Regions from separate parts of the Mus musculus genome. Here regions 2 and 3 are each linked to region 1. A link is a contact called in public Hi-C data. All regions are on one chromosome and are shown on one strand. Each heading gives the region's core, a stretch centred on a gene start, on an enhancer-like site or on the middle of the called end of the contact. The rest is flanking DNA. Distances are from core to core; before and after follow the strand shown. Region 1 overlaps Med27 (mediator complex subunit 27). Region 2 overlaps Gm30761 (a long non-coding RNA gene). Region 3 has its middle 17 kb from the start of Gm30761.

Evidence for each region. A called contact is a pair of places that touch in the nucleus more often than the background predicts.
Region 2: a contact with region 1 is called in a Hi-C map of cerebral cortex, with 2.3 times the contacts expected there. The contact joins two enhancer-like sites. A contact is called at or near these places in 4 of 39 promoter capture datasets (the C10 cell line, cranial neural crest, embryonic stem cells and 1 more), 1 of 15 datasets of contacts at CTCF or cohesin (large pre-B cells), 5 of 484 Hi-C or Micro-C datasets (CD4 T cells, the G1E-ER4 cell line, Sertoli cells and 1 more), 4 of 115 datasets of contacts at active chromatin or transcription factors (the 230-238 cell line and embryonic stem cells) and 4 of 9 other capture datasets (adipose tissue, embryonic stem cells, liver and 1 more).
Region 3: a Hi-C map of cerebral cortex shows a contact between it and region 1, with 2.5 times the contacts expected there. The contact joins two enhancer-like sites. A contact is called at or near these places in 16 of 39 promoter capture datasets (the 3T3-L1 cell line, 3T3-L1-derived adipocytes, the C10 cell line and 10 more), 1 of 15 datasets of contacts at CTCF or cohesin (large pre-B cells), 7 of 484 Hi-C or Micro-C datasets (CD4 T cells, the G1E-ER4 cell line, the N1E-115 cell line and 3 more), 5 of 115 datasets of contacts at active chromatin or transcription factors (the 230-238 cell line, differentiating embryonic stem cells and embryonic stem cells) and 3 of 9 other capture datasets (adipose tissue, embryonic stem cells and liver).

Annotation. Positions count from the first base shown.
Region 1 is chr2:29,398,296-29,402,367 of GRCm38.p6, forward strand. All of the region lies in intron 2 of Med27 (mediator complex subunit 27), which reads left to right. Among named protein-coding and RNA genes, the nearest start is that of Med27, 54 kb to the left of the region's middle. Within about 2 kb of position 2,141, at least 7 of the 459 cell types and tissues checked have an H3K27ac peak or open chromatin away from gene starts, as enhancers often do. A contact at or near this core is called in cerebral cortex, where this site is marked.
Region 2 is chr2:29,540,428-29,544,207 of GRCm38.p6, forward strand. Gm30761 (a long non-coding RNA gene) reads right to left here. Exons shown (of 3, transcript XR_866086.1): 2 at 3,779-3,780; 3 at 2,210-3,566. Among named protein-coding and RNA genes, the nearest start is that of Gm30761, 4.4 kb to the right of the region's middle. Within about 2 kb of position 2,129, at least 20 of the 459 cell types and tissues checked have an H3K27ac peak or open chromatin away from gene starts, as enhancers often do. A contact at or near this core is called in cerebral cortex, where this site is marked.
Region 3 is chr2:29,562,011-29,566,121 of GRCm38.p6, forward strand. No RefSeq gene overlaps it. Among named protein-coding and RNA genes, the nearest start is that of Gm30761, 17 kb to the left of the region's middle. Within about 2 kb of position 2,166, at least 30 of the 459 cell types and tissues checked have an H3K27ac peak or open chromatin away from gene starts, as enhancers often do. A contact at or near this core is called in cerebral cortex, where this site is marked.

The DNA.
Region 1 (4,072 bases), core at 891-3,390:
CTGCTGCCTGGGCTGCTGCCGGCAGGTCAATCCTCTGGACTGTAGTAGTTGAGGACAGAGGCCCATGGTTGGTAATGGCAGCACAATAGAAGCTGACCTTGACAAAGAAAGTAGACTTTATTAATATTGGAGCCACTCTCCTGCGTGGGGCTAGGGACTATATGACTCTTACACCTGTGCGGTTGGGCCTGTTTCTCTCTGTGGTTCCACCTGACACCGCCCCCTGCAAGTCACTTGTGCTGTTTCCAATAAGAAGGAAGATAAATTTCTTTGCACACTTTTCCCTGGTTTTGGAAATCAGAACACAAACTACCAATTTGATCTGTCACCTGCCTTTGGGAAATGATGTCCTGTCTGTGTGGGATATGGCCACGACAGCCCACCCTTCTCTGCCCTTGCCTCTCCCCACCTCAGTCAGTGCATGGGCCCTGACCTGTGAACCTTAAGTCCCAGCTTGCACCTTGCTCCTACTGTATCTCCACCCCTGTTGCAAGGGAATGTAAAATGCAGCTCACAGGCTATCTCAGACCTTATTAAAACATCATTTCCCCTGCCTTGGTCCCAGATTTCTGTGCTTAATCATAGAAAGGCAGCTTGCTCAAATATACATTATTCTTGTTTGGAAAACTCTTGTCGGCTTGTCTATCTCCCCACCCCCTCTGCGTTCTGTAACCCTGCTTCACTGAGGCAAGACTTATTAAATATCATAATTTGCTCGTTGGAGAATTATTTGTAAACTTAATTAGCTCTGTCGGTGTTTGAGTTAATTTTCTCTCTGAATTTCAGCCTCTCAGGTCCTGGTTTTCTGGACTCTGTCCTGTGTCTGTTAAAGACTTTGTAAATAGTTTTGAAATGCCAGTTGGTGATATATAGGCCTCCTTAACATTTCTTTGATTTATGTGCAGTGCTGTGGAAAAAGGCAAAGAAAGCAAATTATATGGGGAAAAATGTTGCCAATCTTCACTTTTTTTTTTTACCTTTAGTTTTAAAAAGTACACTTATCAATCATGTCTGATGGATTTTCTTTTTTATAAAGATTGAAAATTTAACTATTTGAAGACTCCTGCAATGCAGGTTGTTTTTGCTTAGTCACATGTAGCTGAACACTGGATAGGGAGCCCAAATTCCCAAAGCTGTCTCCACTGTCCCCAAAGGCATCATGGAAACAGCAGATGCTGACTGAAAGGCTAGATGGCTCTTCATGCTGGAAGCGTGTCACATCTGTATCTGCACCCCAGATTCTTGTGGTGAGTCAAGCACAGCTCAAGTGAGCTTGCTGAGATTTGTCCAAGAGGAACTCTGTGGCATAGTGAATTCTTATTTGCACTTATTCATTAGGATGTGTGCATGCACGCACACACCCTGGTACATGTGTGGAGGTTACAGGACAACTTATGGGAGTCAGCACTCTCCTTCCACCCAATGTGTAAGTTCCAAGGATCCCAGGCTAGTCGTCAGCTTGGCATCAGGCACATTGACTGGCTGAGCCATCTCCCCCAGCCAGTCTGATGGCTTCCAGGGAGATAATGAACCAAACAGTGACTCTATACATATTTCCTAAGATTGTTCCATGATGGGTCTCAGGTTTCAGTGTGCCTGAGACCCATGTGCGCTCACTGGTTTTGATGTAAATTCTTGAGCATCTCATAGAAATTATCAACCAGCAGATTTGAGGCAGGGTCTTATAATCTGCAGATGGGGTCAGCACCCTTTGGGTGGCCCTGATGTCAATGAAGCAGGCTGGCAGGGGTACTATGTGTAGTACCCCTATGCCCACAGTGTGGCACAAGTTCACAGCTCCATATCCAAAGCCTGGGAGTCTGAATGGGTTTTGATTTAGAATTTTATGTTCTAGAAAGGCAGCATGTCAATATACCATATATAACACTAATTCCTCCAGTGGGATCCAGGACAGTACCTGGTAATCAGTACTGTGCTGGTGAAATGTCTGCCTCTTCACAGTAAGTCAGAGAAATTAAGATTCAAATAGATTCACAGCAGTTCACGGCAGGTTTTGCTGCCACACGAGTTCTGCGCCTACATTGATGAGAAAGCTTTTGACTTTGAGGACTTCCATGCATTTTCATATTTCGGGGAGGAATCCTGGCTCTGTGCTGGCAGCTTCTTGTCCCGTCCTCTGCTCTGGGTGTGAGACAGCAGAAGGCAGTGAGTGGGTGAAAGGTGTGTATACAGCTAGAACACTCCCTCAGCAGCAGCAGCAGGGGCTTCTGGGAGTGCAAGTGCAAGTCCAATGCAGTTGGCTCCTCTAGAGCTGAAAAAGCATCCAGTGCGTTGCGACTCCAGGGCCAGCAGGGACAGTTTGCTAGGCTGTGGTAAGCCATGGTTCTAACTTCCAAGAGGCCTGGCTGCAGACGCCTCTCTGCTGCTTCCGTCATGATAAACCCTTACTAACTGGGCATCCCAAGAGTGACTGCTCCTTGTAACTGAACTAAACCAAGTAATGAGGCCATTAGAGCTGTACCCCATCCTGTGTCCACCCTTCTCCAGGACCTCACTCACCCCCAACATGGTGCTCAGCACAGTCTGAAGTTTACCTCCTATCTCATCTGGCTTTTTCCCACTAGCTTGTGTACTCATTTCTTTATAAAATCCATAGCAAGGGCATTCTGAGTTCTCAATGGTAGAGTGTGTGTTCTAGAAGAGGTGCTTAGCAGGCTGGCCAGATTCCAGCCTCTCCATACCATTGCCTGAGCTTCGGTTCCTCCTCCTCAGCTTAGAGTTAGCACCAGTGCCTACTTACACAGCCATCAACGCAGACCACTTGAGTCCCCAGCACACAGTGAGCCCTTGCTATTCTCCGGATATAAAATACCCCCAAAGGTTCATGTACTGGAGCTTGGTTGCCAGGTGATTGCATTAATCAGTAGATTAATTCTTTTTTTTTTCCATTTTTTATTAGGTATTTAGCTCATTTACATTTCCAATGCTATACCAAAAGTCCCCCATACCCACCCACCCCCACTCCCCTACCCACCCACTCCCCCTTTTTGGCCCTGGCGTTCCCCTGTACTGGGGCATATAAAGTTTGCGTGTCCAATGGGCCTCTCTTTCCAGTGATGGCCGACTAGGCCATCTTTTGATACATATGCAGCTAGAGTCAAGAGCTCCGGGGTACTGGTTAGTTCATAATGTTGATCCACCTATAGGGTTGCAGATCCCTTTAGCTCCTTGGGTACTTTCTCTAGCTCCTCCATTGGGAGCCCTGTGATCCATCCATTAGCTGACTGTGAGCAACCACTTCTGTGTTTGCTAGGCCCCGGCATAGTCTCACAAGAGACAGCTACATCTGGGTCCTTTCGATAAAATCTTACTAGTGTATGCAATGGTGTCAGCGTTTGGATGCTGATTATGGGGTGGATCCCTGGAGTAGATTAATTCTTGTGGTGGATTCATAGTATGATGGCATTGCTGGGGGTGGGGGAAAGGAGAGGCAATAGGTGTGGCCTAGTTAGAGGAGGTAGGTTATTGGGGACATCCCTGGGAAAGATGGTATCTTGTCCTCTGCCTCTCTCATATTTTGCTGCCTTGAAGTGACAGGTCTCCTCCACATGCCCCTACTACCACACATTCTGCCTCACTCAGGCCTACAGTGAGGAGCAGGCTCACTGTGGACAGAAGTTGGTCTTTCCTCCCTATACTTGCTTTCTCAGGATTCTTCTCAAGGTTGTGAAGTCTAACTAACAAACTTGTGTATCATTAATGTTAACTTTTTTTTTTTTTTTTTTTAACCACAGGCTAGCCACTGTTCCTGACAAGGGAAGTCTCTGTTCCTCAGGGTTTTCACTAGATGAAAATCTTGACCTAAAAGCAGATACTACTTTTGGTTTCTAGTCACATGTAGCCCTGTGTACTGCATCTGACACAGCAGCACACTCTCAGCATATTGCTACTGAACATTCACATGGGCCCTGTGCAGAGCCAGTGGGACATTGGTAGAATTCCACGTGCTGTCATGCTGTAATATACAGTGGTAATAGAATAGCGGTTTCTGGGAGGCATGGTGCGATGTCTGGACTGGCTTGAGGAAACACATGTGAAAGGCGGCCTTTGT
Region 2 (3,780 bases), core at 879-3,378, 140 kb after region 1:
AAGCAGGAGATGCGGACCTGGGAAGCCAAGCCTTCCTCATCACAAGGCCATTCCACTGTGTGTGTGTGTCTGTGTGTGTGTGTGTGCGCGCGTGCATTTGCCGTGGGCTCATCTGCAGGTTACAGGAAGGCATTCAGAAGTTGGGTCTCTTGTTTCTCCCTCTGAGCTGCTTAAGCAACCTTCTCCCTGATGCTCTTCTCTCCACCAGCACCTTACCCGTCTTGCTGTAGACATGCTGGCATTACAGGCAGGGCTACTTCATCCTGATTCCTTACCTGGGCTCTAGGGATTGAACTCTGGTTATCAGACTTGCTCAGCAGACCTGAACCATCTCTCCAGCCCCACACTGCCTTTCTCTTTTTCTTTTCTTTCTTTTCTTTTCTTTTCTTCCCTACCTTTCTTTCTTTTTTTCTTTTTTTTATGATAGCTCTGGCTATCCTGGAACTTGCTCTGTAGACCAGGCTGACCTTAAACTCACAGAAATCTGCCTGCCTCTGCCTCCTGAGTGCTGGGATCAAAGGTGTGCCCCACTGCCCGGTCCCACATTACTTTTAAATCAAGCCAGTAGTGATTTTGTTCTTGGAAGAGCCAGTGTGGCCCCGACCTCAGCTGTCCTCCGTCAGAGTCTAACTGTCTTAACCCAGGCTGTGGATGGATGAGCCCCAGGGGCTGCTAGAGGCTAAGCCATGAGGGCAGATGCCTGACTGCTCGGCCCATCTCTACTGCTCTGGCCTCTGGCTTCTCACCCCCTACTCCAGTTTCCAGTTCATCTCCTGGTCTCCATCTTCTAATGCCATTGCAGGTGGGAACATCTTAGCTGATGGTGCTGCCTCTGCGCCTCTTGTCAGAGCCGTCACTCAGGCTACCCCAGGCCTGTTCCCTCTCAAGATGACACCTATGTGGATACTGGTGGGAAGTCTGGGCTCTTCACCAGAGAGCTGTTTGTCACCCCTGGCTCCTGGAGTGGCCTCACAGTTTAGTGCCAGCTCCACTCACAGCACCTCCTCCCGCCCTCCCCACCCCCTCTCCCCTCCCCTCCCCACCCCTCCTTCCTCCCCAGGTAGAGACTGAGAGGGAAAATGCCCCTCCCTCAATTCCCTCCTTCTTTCTTCGGTAAGCATGAGTCCCTCGCCCTGACTGCCAGACAAGGGTGGACAGAGGCCCCACCCCTCGTGCCTAGTAATAGACATGTTTCGTGTCCTCACAGCTGTCCCTTTCTCCCCAAATGATTCACATTGCTCCCTTCTCACCAAATGAACTCAGCCCTCCTGCCAATAGCCCCCTAAAATATCCAGTGTGATGGTATCAATGGAAGCCCACCGTCTGGCCTGCCGGGAAGGGAGAAAGCTCTGAACAAGGCTCTCCTTTCCATCTGACCACCAAGCGCTGGACCATTCACAGAGCCAGCTCACAGCCCAGGCCAGGCAAGGGGAAGGGCAGCAAGTGCCACTGTCCCTTTTCCTGGCCTGGCGGGGTAGTACCTTCCCTGCCTCCCAAGTGAGAGATAGGAAAGAGGATGCGTCAAACGAAACATAGGGTCAGTTCACAGGAGCCCCCCCCCCCCCGCCCAATCTGTCACTTGAGTGAGTGTGACTCAGTTCTTTCCCCCCCTTGACACTGGGCATTTAGTGCAGGCCTCTCCCCTTCCCATCCTCTCTTTCTGCTCCTCCTCCCGCTCCCGTGAGCCTCGATTCATGTGGGTGTACATGTGGGGAGTGTGAGCCGCCCGTCACCCTGCCACCCGTGAACTTGGATGGATGGTGACATCAACGTGAGTGCCAGGCAGGAAGCTGGCATTTCAGCTCCAGAAATATCTCCAGAGTGAGTTAGACCATCGGGGACCACACGTGGGACCATGACGTCACCTCCTTTTAAAGCCGCCGCTTCATTGTCTTAACCCAGGCTGTGGATGGATGAGCCCCAGGGGCTGCTAGAGGCTAAGCCATGAGGGCAGATGCCTGACTACTCGGCCCATCTCTACTGCTCTGGCCTCTGGCTTCTCACCCCCTACTCCAGTTTCCAGTTCATCTCCTGGTCCTTCCAGCCTGACCATTGGATGGAGTAAGCTTAATAAATAATAACAGGTGGCAGCAGGCACCGCAGGGTAGAGCCAAGAGCCTGGGGGTTGAAGCCCCATAGAAGCAGACGTTTTTGTCTTATGTATACCTAAAGGAGCAGCACAGACCACAACCAGGAGATTTACATCCGCGGAAGTTTATTTGCACCATGGTTCCGGAGACCAGGAAGCTGGGATGGCAATGTGGAGTCATCTCTCAGGGGAAATCCAGTGTTAGTTACCCCACGGACAGGAAACAAGTAGAGCTCCCTCCACAGTGCTACCAACAGCAGAGTCCATGTCTGGCATCCCAGTTAAACAGGGCTCACCTTCCTGCCATGAGGGGGTGTAAATGCAAGGGGCCCTCTGAGAGGTGCCATCTTGCACAGGCTGCGTGCTGGGTCCCCAGCATAGCATTCCCTCAGAGGGCTGTCTGTACCTTGCCTCCGGCCCCTGTGGGTAAGAACCTTACCAAGTCCAACCACAGCCTCAGAACAAAGCCTCTGGCATAAGAACAGAGTAACATGGGAAGTTGCCCCTGGGACAGTAGCCAGTATCTGTCCCTCTGTAGCTCCCTAGGATTGCCACTTTGTCTCAGAGCAGTAGGGAGCAGGCCATAGGCCAGCTGTGTGGTCACACTGGGTTTGTAAGTGTTGCCAAAATCTAAGAGAAGGGGGGGGTCTTTTCAGGGTCCAGGGTGCCCAGGCCCAGGTCCCTGCCCACAGCCTCACTCAGGCACTGGCTCTCCAGGGATGGACAGGGCTGTGCACAGTGCACCATAAGAGCCTCTCTCTAACATCACAAAATGTTCAACACAAGGCTGTCTTCTCTCCTTTAACTCATAGAAGCCAAAGTTTACAGTGGATAAGAGAATTGCCCTAGGTCACTGGCTACAATGGAGTGGACAGGTTCCCTGCTCCAGCGATGCACGCATCCTGAGAGGCCCCTAGTCCCTCAGCCTAGTGGGAGCAGGACCCTAGGGACAAGCAGTCTGTTGCGTGTGGGAGAATGATGAGTGTCTGTAGCCATCTAACATGGCTTCCCCAGGTGGTGACATCTGAAATGAGTGTGGAGGACCGGTCAGATGTGAGCAAGGGAAGCTGGGTGGAGCTGCCTCATCAGAACCTGCAGGGGAAGGACAGAAGGATCAGAGCTAAAAACACAGTGAGTTTGAGACCAGCCTGGGCTACACAGTGAGAGTCTGTTAAAAACAAAGCAAAAGAAGACACCCAAGGGAGGCCCACAACCCAACAGATACCATGTCTCCGTGAAAGGCCCAAAGACGGGGCACTGGCGTACGGATGAGGGGAGGTGGTCCTGGCCCTCCAGACCCTGAATGTCACCAGCTGGAGGAGAGCCCAGCTGTTGAGGCAGAAGGCAGACTGTGATCCCCCATGCCACGACTTTCTCACGTTCCCAGCAGTTCGGGTGCAGCTGCAGCAGGTGGGCGGGTGCGGACAGAGGATAGCTCTTCAAGCGGTCTCAGGCTCTCTCCCTCTTTTAGAGGAACCTGGAACGAGAGAGATGACAGCCAGATGAGATGACGTCCATTCCTCTCGGTCCTGGTGTGGCCTTTCTTCTGGTAAAAGTTTTCAGCTAAAAATATCTACCCTCCCCCATCCCCAAAGCTCTGTGAAGATCGTGTGTGAAAACTTCTGGTGGATTTTCCTGTACAGGCAAGAAGGAAGCAGGCCTCACCCTTCACCCCCCCAGGCCACTAACCT
Region 3 (4,111 bases), core at 916-3,415, 160 kb after region 1:
AGTCCACAAGGACAGAAGGAACTTCATGTGTAAAGGCCCTGGGGTGAGAGCTAAGGCATAGGAGATTCCGGGAACAAGACTAGAGTGGCTGGAGGTGGAGGCATCCTGAGATGGGCCTGGAAGGGCAGGCAGGCCAGTCTCTTACGTAGTATGGAGAGGACTACTAGACCCAGGAATGGGTGGTGTTCACCGGGGATCTATAGAGGTGTGGGTGGGCACAGAGGTGACTTAGCTGGTAAAGACAAATACTACTGAGATGGATGACCTGAGTTCAATCCCCAGCCCCACATGGTGGAAGGAGAGAAGTGACTACCACAAGTTGTCCTCTGACCTCCACACACATACCCCCACATATGCACACACATTCATAGACATTCACACACACACACACACACACACACACACACACATACATACATACATACATACAAATCAATGATGAAAATAAAATTTTGAAAGAAGAGGCCCAGGTTGACAGCTGTTCTGCTATGGGTTCTGGGGTACAGGTTCAGTCCCCACTTCCTTTGTGGACAGCTTTGATCTGTGCAGTCCCAAGGCACCTCTAACTGGCATTCCCTTTAGATATTTTGCTCATGGTCTCCTTACGTAGACCCTGGTAAATAAAGGCAGGATGAGTCTGTCTGTGCCTCTGCTCCGTATTTGTCTGCTTTACTATGGTCACATGCCTACAGCCTGTGTGTCACTCACTCTTGTCTAGAACCAGGAGGACCATGACCTTCTCAGTCTCCTTCAAAGCCAAAATTACGAAGGTAAGAGTGGAAGGAAGCCTTATCAGCTTCCAATGTTCTGTTCCAGGCCCTGTAACATCCTAGCCATTGTCCACATGTCACCTTAGATTCCAGAACTAGCAGAGCCTCATAGGACAGACAGACCAGCACCAGCTGACAGTGATTGTTCGAAAGGAAGAGGACACACCTTGCAACAGGGATGTCCACCTCCAGAGCTCCAGCTTGTCCCCTCGGGCAATAAGGACTTTCTCAGAGTACCCTATAGACCTGAGGCAGGCACATTTAAAATATATATATATATTTATTTTCTGATTTTCATTTATGTGTCTGTGTGAGCACAAGTGTGTGTTGAAATCAAGAGAGGACGCCAGATGCCCTGGAACTGGGAACTGAACTTGAGTCCTCTGCAAGAGCAGTGTGTGTGCTCTGAATGGCTGAGTCAGCACACCTCTTGCGCCCCTCCCCCGGGTGCAGTGGGGGGAAGGGGTACCTCTCCCAATTCTACTTGAATCTAAAGTTTGAATCCTCACATCAGTTCCCTGAAGATGGACCTGAGACCCTTCATCTGCACTTTGCAGTGTGCACACACTAGTGAACATTTTGCAGTGTGCACACTCTGGGGGACAGCTTCTCCCTGCTTTCACCACCACAGGCCTCTTTAGCTAGCACGCTGGATGTATCAGGATGGTGGCCAAACCAAGCTGCTGAAGCCCCTGGAGCCAAGGCTTTTACTATAAAAACTACAACCCAGCACTCACCTCTTGAGTAGCTCTGCCCTAGGCACCCACATGGACAGTTCTCCCTACACTTAAAGGGGTTTTCTAACTCAGCTCAAATCAGCCTTAGGGTGGCTACCCACAGGAAATATACATTGTCTCTGTCACCAGAAGCAATGGTGCCCCAGCTTCCACCCCTTGGCCTCAGCAGCTTGTTCGGGCCCCAAGCAACCCCTGGACATTAGCAAGGCTAACTGGCTGAGGGGCACAAAGGAGACTGAGAATCCAGTGTGTGACCAGTCCTGGGGACGACCTAGGCTGTCCATACTCCCTGCCCCCACACCCAGTTACATCAAGCCTAAAGTCCAAGGTCTCTCCAGGGTGTCGAGTACCAAAACTCAAATCGACGCAAAGGGTGAATGAGATCTCCACTTCCTGTCCTGTACAGCCTTCTACTCATGAGGCGTGCTCAGCTATGTATCGGGGGCGTGTCTCCTTGCAGCTTGCTGCCTCCTGGTCCTTTCTGTCCACACAACTTGAAATTCTCTCCAAGGCAGGATCTACAAGGGCAGCCAAGAGGCCTCCTTCCACAGAGGCAAACAACGCTCACCAGGACTAGCTGTTCGGCAGAGTCACACAAAGCTAGTCGGGTTTTTTTAATTGGCCAGAGGCCTAGAAACCGACTGGCTCTGAGAGAACTGACAGATGGGATCCTATATGAAGTGACTGAGTCACTCAGCTCAGAAAGCGAAGAGCTTATTAGTCAGTGTCTCAAAGGGCTGCAACTTCACCGGAAGCCTTCGGGCCCAGCCAGCTGGGACTGCCTCACCTCCTTGACTGGCACTAACTTTGCCAGAGGATCCACAAGCCCAGGTATGGAAGCTGAGTTCCCACAGGCCTGCCTTGTTCCTGAGGTCCGGGCTTGCAGGGGACTCAAGGGGTTCCTGTTTGTTTACTCACAGGCTAGACCAAGCCAGCAGCTCTCCCAGCGCCATCTTTGAAGTCCTACCTGGGTCTGAGCTTGAAGTGGTGTGACCCAGGAGGCTCCACATCCTAGGGACCCCGGACCATAGTAGCTTGGGATGTGGAATCTGGCCAACTGTTCATCAGGGCAGTCTATTCCTTGTTGACCAAGAACCACTTGCCAGGTTGTCTGTCTTCCCTACCCTATTTCTCCCATAACCTGCCAGAGGGTTACCTGAACTTGACTACACACACACACACACACACACACACACCGACACACACACACCGACACACACACACACACACACATGTTATCTTCTAAAAGCTTAGGCCAAAGCCACAGAAAAGAGCCAGATGTTCTGTCAGGGTTCCCAAAGAGACAGAGCCCTAGATCACCTGGAATGATCTCTAACTTGGCCAACACCTGCTCAGCACCCACATCCCCAGCACTGCACGGGTGATGCACAGGTGCCCTTGGTGATGCTGGGACAGACCAGCAGAAGAGGTCCCTGCACCCATGGGGCTGACAACTGCCCTTTTTTTACATGTTTGCAAAAGAATGTGCCTGTGTGCTAGAGAGTTGGCTCTGCAGTTAAGAGCATGCAGACTCCTCTCGTCAAAGACTCAGGTTCAGGCCCCAGTGCCTGACAACTGCCTGTAACTCCAATTGCAGAGACCTTCCAGGATACCTGGAGTCATGTGCACACACACACATGCATATAATTTAAAAACACATCTTTGAAAGCTAACTACAAAGAAACTGAGCATACATACACCACCACCACCACCATAGGTTGAAGGTCAGCCTGGCCATACATTGTGCACAGGGAACAGGAGGAAGGCTTCCACCTACTCAGAGGATCCCACCCTGCCCTCAGGACTTCATAGCCTGTGCCCTTTATGGTCACTGTCCCCTACGGCCACTTTACGCACTTGAAAGCTTTAGACTGTTTTTCTTCAGAGACCGAGGGACCATATATCCCCATCTCCATTTTTGTTCATGCTACAGAGGCCAAGCAGGGTCCAAACATCAAATAAGCCCTGAGCCCCGAACTACACCTGCTGCAGAATAAAGAATCAGAAGGGGAGGGGCTCCCACCCCTGCTGGGTGGGGGGAGAGCAAGGATGGCTCTCTGATCCCTCATTGGTCAAGTTCCCAGAAAGCATTGCATCCGAGTTCCCCTTCTCCCGGAGCGTTTTTTTGGCCGCCTGCAGGCCTGCTCCTCTGTCCACCGGCCTCTCCCCGAGGAAGCCCCTGGTGTCCCCAAGCGGAGCGCCTGATGTAAGCTCCCATCTTCCCACCAGCAGCGGATCCATTCAGGTCAGCCCAGGCAGCAGGCCAGGCAGAGGGTCACTGCTAACTATATGCTAATGAGAGCTGAGGCCAATCAATCCGCCCTTAATCAGGCAACCACTGTGCACAGCAGGTGTGTCCAACCCTGGCCTAGGGGGAGGGTGAGCAAGAGTGGGGTGCAAAGGGGAGAGGAATAGAGAAAAGGAAAGGGAGGGAGAGAAAGGAGGAGGAAAGGCAGTTGAGGAGAAGGGAGGGAGGGAGTACAGGGGACCCATGGTCTCAGTCCCTTAGGTACAGCCTCGCTTGCCTTGACTGGCTGTCCCCAAGGTCCCCAAGGACCACTGGCTGCAGACTGAAAGAACCAACGGAAAAGAGAAAAGAAAAAA